Regions from separate parts of the Sus scrofa genome. Here region 2 is linked to region 1. The links are chromatin contacts, called in public HiChIP or PLAC-seq maps. All regions are on one chromosome and are shown on one strand. The core of a region is the stretch at or near the end of the contact, and the rest is flanking DNA. Distances in the headings are between cores, read along the strand shown. Region 1 overlaps PRKCH (protein kinase C eta type). Region 2 has its middle 59 kb from the start of HIF1A.

The links. HiChIP or PLAC-seq counts read pairs in DNA pulled down with a chosen protein or histone mark.
Region 2: an H3K27ac HiChIP or PLAC-seq map of alveolar macrophages shows a contact between it and region 1. The contact joins two enhancer-like sites. A contact is called at or near these places in 2 of 2 datasets of contacts at active chromatin or transcription factors (alveolar macrophages and skeletal muscle).

Annotation. Positions count from the first base shown.
Region 1 is chr1:190,397,365-190,400,840 of Sscrofa11.1, forward strand. The region is part of intron 10 of PRKCH (protein kinase C eta type); the gene reads left to right. Among named protein-coding and RNA genes, the nearest start is that of PRKCH, 190 kb to the left of the region's middle. Within about 2 kb of position 1,592, at least 3 of the 83 cell types and tissues checked have an H3K27ac peak or open chromatin away from gene starts, as enhancers often do. A contact at or near this core is called in alveolar macrophages, where this site is marked.
Region 2 is chr1:190,564,657-190,568,188 of Sscrofa11.1, forward strand. No RefSeq gene overlaps it. Among named protein-coding and RNA genes, the nearest start is that of HIF1A, 59 kb to the right of the region's middle. Within about 2 kb of position 2,280, at least 4 of the 83 cell types and tissues checked have an H3K27ac peak or open chromatin away from gene starts, as enhancers often do. A contact at or near this core is called in alveolar macrophages, where this site is marked.

The sequences.
Region 1 (3,476 bases), core at 342-2,841:
TGGTTCTAGGTGAGTTGTGAAGGACGAATGTCTAGAGCCAGGTGGACTTGAGAGTGTATTCAGAGCCACAGAAGTTCTTGGGGTACTGTCCCAGTCCTAGGTCACCCCAAAGACAGGACCCCAGCAGGCAACAGCAGCTTCTTGTCGCCTCCAGAGGTCCCAGATATGTGCCAGGGTCCCAGCGCAAGCCAGAATCACCCAGCTTCCTAAGAACCCCCTGTATCTTCCCTCCACAACCTCACTGGGGTCTCAGAACCAAACCAATGGCAGATGGCAGAGGGGGCCCACCACTCAGAATCCCAGCCATTTATTAGGGGCCCAGGATGTGCAATGCATTTTCAGGTACCAGAGGGAACTCAAAAGTACAAAGATAGAAAAATGAAAAAAAAAAGATGCACCTCTCTTCCTGGAGATCACATTTTAGTTGGGAAAATAAGAATCATAAAGGAATGGCAGCCTGAGGCAGGATTTGGGAGATTGAACGCTCTGCCTGCCCCTTCCTTAGAATACCCATGCCCTTGGTTGGTTTCCTGCTGTAAAAGAAGATGAACATTGGTGCAGTGGCCCTGATGGAAATTCTTAAATGTAAGTGACGTACCTGGAGTTGACAGCTCATTTGTGAAAACACAGGGTAAAAATTATTACTCAGTTTGGACATGTCGAAAAGATACCTTCAGTAATCATGATGTGGTTTAAACAGTGAACAATTAGAAAAGGTGGCCTTGCAGGATCTGGCTTTTGTCACATCACTGATTGTGCGAGACCCATCTGCATAACTAGGTTAATGTCCTAAATAATTAGGCTGGGAGAGGGTAGAAAATGAAGGCCAGCTGTACCAGTGGTTTTACCTGCTTGCATTGTGACGTGCAGATCCCTTGTCAGTCCTCCAGCCACAGTGGTGGTATGGATAACAACACAATTGAGTGCCTCCCTTCTCCCCCTTCAGCTTACTCTGCTTCAGAGGGTAGGTCACCTATAGTGACCACCTGGCATTTGATGGGGCCAAGATGGAACTGGGCAGACCTCGACTTAAACCAACCTTATCTCGTTGTGCTGGGCGGGGCTGTTGATGGCAAACAGAGACTTTTGTTCCTGCCTCTCAGTGCTTCAGGATGTGGTCTCAGCGAGATGAAGGGGTTGGCTGAGGGGGCTTCATCAGTTCTTGAGGCAATTTTGCTCATTGCCAGTGTCAGGCTGGGGCACTGCGTGACTACCTGCTTTGGCTTCTTGCTCTCTTCCCTGCAGAGCCCATAAGCCAGAGTCATCATCTAATGATATAATAAACCTACTGCCCCAAACTCGAAAGCTACAATAGTTACTGAAATGTACAGAGTCCATGTGTCCTCTCCATTGGTCTTGATTTTCATAAAAATGCTAAGCAGTAGCCTATGCTGTAATCTATTTTGTTGTTGATGAGGATGTAATAGTTCATGCTCCCATAGCACTTCAGTGCATGGCAAGCACTGTTTTAAGCAATTCATATTTAAAAACTCATAATTCCCATGAGGTAGGAACTGTTGTTATCTGCATGTCATAATAAGGAAATAAACACAGTGGTTAAGTAACTGGCCCAAGATCACACAGCTCGTAAGGAACAGGGCCAAGACTCAAACCCAAGATGCTTGACTCCTGAGTCTGTGTCCTTAAGCTCACACTACACTACCTCTTGGGAACAGACAGAAGTTGGTTGAATGACCTCCCCAAGGTTACTTGGGGAAGGAGGGGGAAGCAGACTGAAGGAAGTATATGGGGGCTGTATTGCTCCATAAGGGCACAGTTGAGTATTTGCACGTGACCTCTATCTATCTATCTGTCATACTTGGCCACAAGTCCAGATTTGCTTTGTCTCCAGAATTGATCACTCTGGATTTGCTATGGGATAAGATCATCAGCACGGGCTATACAGTTCCTTAGGAAATGTAAAATATGCCCCACTTATTATTGCTGTATGAAACCTTATGTTTGCAGAAGGTCTCTGTGTGGATTTGTGTATGTTGTGGCATGGGTTATTTATGGAGTGAAATCCAGGGTAAAGTGACTGTTCAGACTAAGATCACTCACCTTGTGACCTTAACAGTGTTTTAACACAGAAACTGAGGTGCTGGAGAAATTTAACCAAACTGAAATAATCTTAATTGGATCAATATTAGTCCAGCATTTAGGCAAGAAGAATGTTAGTCTCCTGTCAAAATGTGTATTCATCTGCTACTTTTGCTTACCAGTTTGGTGATACTTTCTAAACTAAACATGAGACATAGGTGAAAAGTCATTTGCCTCCTGATATGTGAATTCTGTTGACTTAAGATCTTAGGAAGTTGTGATGATTCCTAATAAAGGTAATTTAGCAAATTACCTTTATTAGGAAGAATACTACTACATAAAATGGGGAAGGGTTTGCACAGTGTTTCCACATGTAAGTTCTTACATGTTTCAAGTGAACAACTACATGGCTGTCTTGAAAAAGCTGTGCTCTTTGGTTACTGGGATCAGACTGGGTTGGTGCTCAGGACGTAGCAGTGAATTCTCCCAAAGGGAATATTTTAGGGGAAAATACGATGCTCTAGCGCATTTTGCTCTGTCATGCATTGGAGGAAACGCTCTGTCCTGCTTTGGAGGAAATTGGTAAAGTTCCTTCTTGGAAAGGAACTCACATGTGTGTTGCTGTCCTGTGTCCAGCCTGTGACCAGTAGTCCAAAAATGACCTGTGGAATATTCCAGGCCTGTCCTTGGAGTTTGTCATTTGATTGGGGTGAACAAGGCTTTTTTATGCAAAACATAATTAGAAAATAGAGCAGTAGTGACTATAATCCAGAGTTAAGATATGAGGTTCCTGTTTAATTCTGAGGGCCTGGGAGTGATTCTGAACATCATTTGTCTTTGGGTTTTTCAGAGGCTTCCATTTAATGGTTCAGGTTGTTCTCTGATGGGGAGAGCAGGTAACCAGATATGACCTATTGATATGGCAAAAAGTTCAGGTTCAAGTGTCCTCCTCCCTCCCTCCCGCCTTCCTTTCCCCTCCCCTCCATATTGCTCTTACATAAGGCATTACTAATGCTGGCAAAGGTTTGTGTTTAGCCATTTGCCAAAAGCAGCCTGCATGTCCTTTCCTGGGGTTGGGGCTATAAACTCAACTCCTTCCTGCCATAAAACATTCCTCCTCACCCCCTCCCAGCAGGACCCAGGTCCCCTTCGCAAGGCTGCATGTTCATTTAGCAAATGGCTGCAGCAGCTTTTGCTGCTTGTTTGCCCTAAGTTCTAAGCCTGGCAAAACAAGGACTTGACTATTTCTTCTTAGTGGACTGTCTTCAGGGAACTAGCCTCAGTGTTGACAGGATCTAGTCCCATTAGACTGAGGAGCCCTTAGAGGGAACTGGCTGTGGCTAGACAGGTCAAGATGTCTCATTGTCCCTTCCATGGTCTCCATTGTCTCAAATAACAAGAGCGACAACAATGGCTAGCATTTATCTAGTGTGGTG
Region 2 (3,532 bases), core at 1,030-3,529, 170 kb after region 1:
GGCTTGGGCGGGTAGCAGGGCCGTTGGACACCCAAGAGGCTCCTCCCTGGGGCAGCCCGACTCAGAAAAACCATCCGAGAATTAGGCCGATCTATTCACGGCCTGGCTAGGCTTGTTCTAGCTTTTCTGGGCTGCAGGCCTTTTCTCGGGGGCTGGTGGTGTTTGGTGCTGCTCAGCGGAAGTGTAGCCCCTCCAAAGGGCAAGCAGGCCTGTGCAGGGACAGCCCCTGCGGTGGTAGGCTTCAGGCAATTGTTGAGGCCAGCCCTCCTGGATGGCAGGCAGCCCCAGGTTCGGCGAGAGTGTAGGGGGTGGCGGGGGTGGGGGGAGGGAATGCACTGGGAAGCACAGCTTTCTGCTAGCTAGCGGGCCTGTAAGCTTGCTGTGGCGTGGGGGGTATTCTATGGGGACCCACCCCTTCTTCTCTCCCCTCCCCAGCATGGGCGCAGACCAGGCTCTTCTTCCAGGTTCCCTCTGATGCAGCTTTCCACTTCCCCGCCCCTTGAGTATTGGTCCCTTCCTCTGCGACAGCTTTGTTTTCTAGTCTCCCAGGCAGTCTCTGCCCCATCAAATGGTTTCTAGACCTCCCAAGCAGTTTCCGCTCTGCCCCGCCCCCCAGCCCCGGGACTAACCTCCTGGGCCGAGGTCTCGGTGCCCAGCCCCCACCCTGGCATCTCAATTTTTGGTGACTGTGCCCATAGTTCAGATGGTCCGTTGGGTTCTTGATCGGCTTTTCCGTACTCCAACTTACTGCTACACTCTTCTCTGCATCTGGAGATTCCTCCGGTTTGTTTGATCTTTCCACCGGTAGGTGACTTTCCAGGCTGCAGGAACCCTTTCTCCTCCGCAGTTCCCTTTCGGGAGTGCCCGTCCCGCTCAGATTCACCTTCTCTCACTCTCCTCTTTTCTCCCGTTCTGCCCAATAATGTCACGAACTTCTTGCCGTTATTGGAGTTTAGGTTCCTCTGCCAGCGATTGGTTGCTGTTCTGTGCGAGTCATTTATTCTGTAGATGTGCTTTTTTTGTTGTGTTTGTAGGAGAGGGTGAGCGTGTCTCCCTACTCCTCCGCCATCTTGTCCTCTCTCCAGGACTGATAACTTTTTTACATTTAGTTGAAGAGTAGTCTCCAGCCTACTTCCATACACTTCCCAACCCATTGTAATCTGGCTCCAGTGCTAATCTGTATCTCAGCGCCCACAGAAACTTCTCTCACTGAGGCCAACAATAAGCTTTTCATTTCTGAAACAAATGGATACCCCTCGGTCCTATTCTTACTAAATTCCTGTAGGAGATACTGAAAATCATCATTTTCCCATCCTTTTTGCTAACAGAAACTTTTATTTTTTATCCCTCAGTTCTCAGGGATGAGTCATGATTGATCTAACCAGTTATGACAACTCGTTCCACTTTGTCAATGATTAATCAGGGAGTGGGAAGGAGCCTTGGTCAATGAGACACAAGAAGAGGTCTGATGAGTCCCCTGGGAAAGATTTTCTTCCTGAAAGAGAATGAGATGCCTGAAGAGAAAGGCTTATTGTCTCCACTACTCTTGCCTTCTGCTTGGAATGCTCTCAGTTGCTTGAGTGTCCAGCCTAGAACTTTGAGACATTTTTAACACACTGACAGTGGCAAAGCAGAAGGATGGAACGACCGGAGACCACCCACCTCAGACTGCTTGATAAGTCATTTGTATAACATAATTCACTCTCATTCCTTTACTTGCAGCTAAATGTATCCTAATTAATACACCCTCTCTCTGTAGTATTTGATATTGTTTTCCCTTAAAAATTCTCCTCTCTATGACCCCAGTCAGCTCTGGTTCTCCTCTCTGTGCTCCTCTTTCTTCACATGTCTTCAAATATAGGTGCTTCCTCAAGGATTAATCTTTAGTCTCTTCTGTGTTTTCCTTGAGTTGTCTCTTGAGGAGAGTCCCTCTGGATCCACTGCTTTCATTACCACCCACCTTCTGACAAGTCCCTCAGACCTCTCTCCCAGGCTCTATGGCAAGAGGTTTAAAACCAAATTCAATCATTTTTCCTTTGCAGACATTCTCTTCCTCCTGTATTTCTCATCTCAGTGGATGCTACAACCTCTGCCCAGTCACCCAAGACAATAACCTGGGCATGATTCTAATCTTTCTTCCTCAATTATTCATATGCTCTCCTAGTCTTCACCACTGCAAATGGGTTACAAAGTCATGTTCAGTAACCTCCAAGATATTTTTAGAATCCATCCTCTCCACTCTCACTGCCACCTCATTAGTTAACACTTTCTCATCTCTTGCTAAAACAATTGCAAGGCCCTCTTCACTGACTCATTCCCTAGTCTTTCCTCCTTCACTCAACCCTCTGCACTTGCCTCAAGGACGATTTTGGTTATCATCCCCGCTTCATCTTTCCCCAACTCTTTTAAAATGGCATTCAAGGTCCTTCATTTGACCTCAGAGCACTCATCTAGTTCCATATCTTCTGGATGTGATCTGATGAAGGGACCTTTTTTTTCTTTTGCAAAATCTAATTTCTACACTCACCTCTACTCTATCCACCTTGTGTGCTCTCATTTATCTTCAGTTCATGTCTTCTTTCAGCTGTGAAGACTCTCTTTATCCTCACCACCCTCTTCCCCTTCTTCTCTCCTCCAAGAAAGTTAGATATTCCTCCAGACTATCTTGTGATACTTCTACCATGGCATCTCTCAACCAATTCTGGAGTCATTAATGACTTTGTCCAATCTCCATTAGATTCTGAGCAACTTAAGGACAAGGACTGTCTTGTTCATGTTTTCACTCCAATGTCTAACAAGGTACTACCAGATAGTAACAGTAAATGCTTAATGAAGGAAGAATTAAATGAGTGAATGATGTTCTAATTCTCAGGGAATTTGCAGTTTACGAAAAGAGGAACCACTATCCATAAAAAGGAATCTCAAATTAGTTGATATACCATATGAGGGTCCAAAGGGGAGGCATTTCCCTGATGCTGGTTAATCACATTATATGGACAATTATTAATCCACAGTAACATCCCTGTCTCACCTATTGGGTAAATGTTCTTCCTGAAAATATCAGAAGTTTTGGCCTCTCAGCAAGGCACTTCACAGGCTATAGGTTGTCCAAAATTATTTATAGCCTTTAGTGAATATACTATGATGTTTTCGATGTGGTAATAATTCCTTTAAGAAACTTGACTAAAAAGTATAGTCCTTCTTAAAAGATGAATTCAGAAATTTTAAGGAATGCGTCTGAATATGTATAGACAAGAAGGATAATGACTTTATTCATGCTGTACATTTAAGATCCAGGTATAAGTAACTATGCAGAATTGTTAGATTCAGTGTACACACTGTTTAACATAACATGAGCAGATTCAGTCATTTAAAAGATATGGTTATCACTAACTGCAGGACCAGTTGTACTGGAGCTTGTGCATCTCCCTGATTCAGATCAATTCTTTACCTTGCTCTGTGCTCCAGAGAAGCTGACCTCTGTGCACTCTATCTATTTGGCTCCTGGGCTCTCTGACTTCTTGGGTTTGGC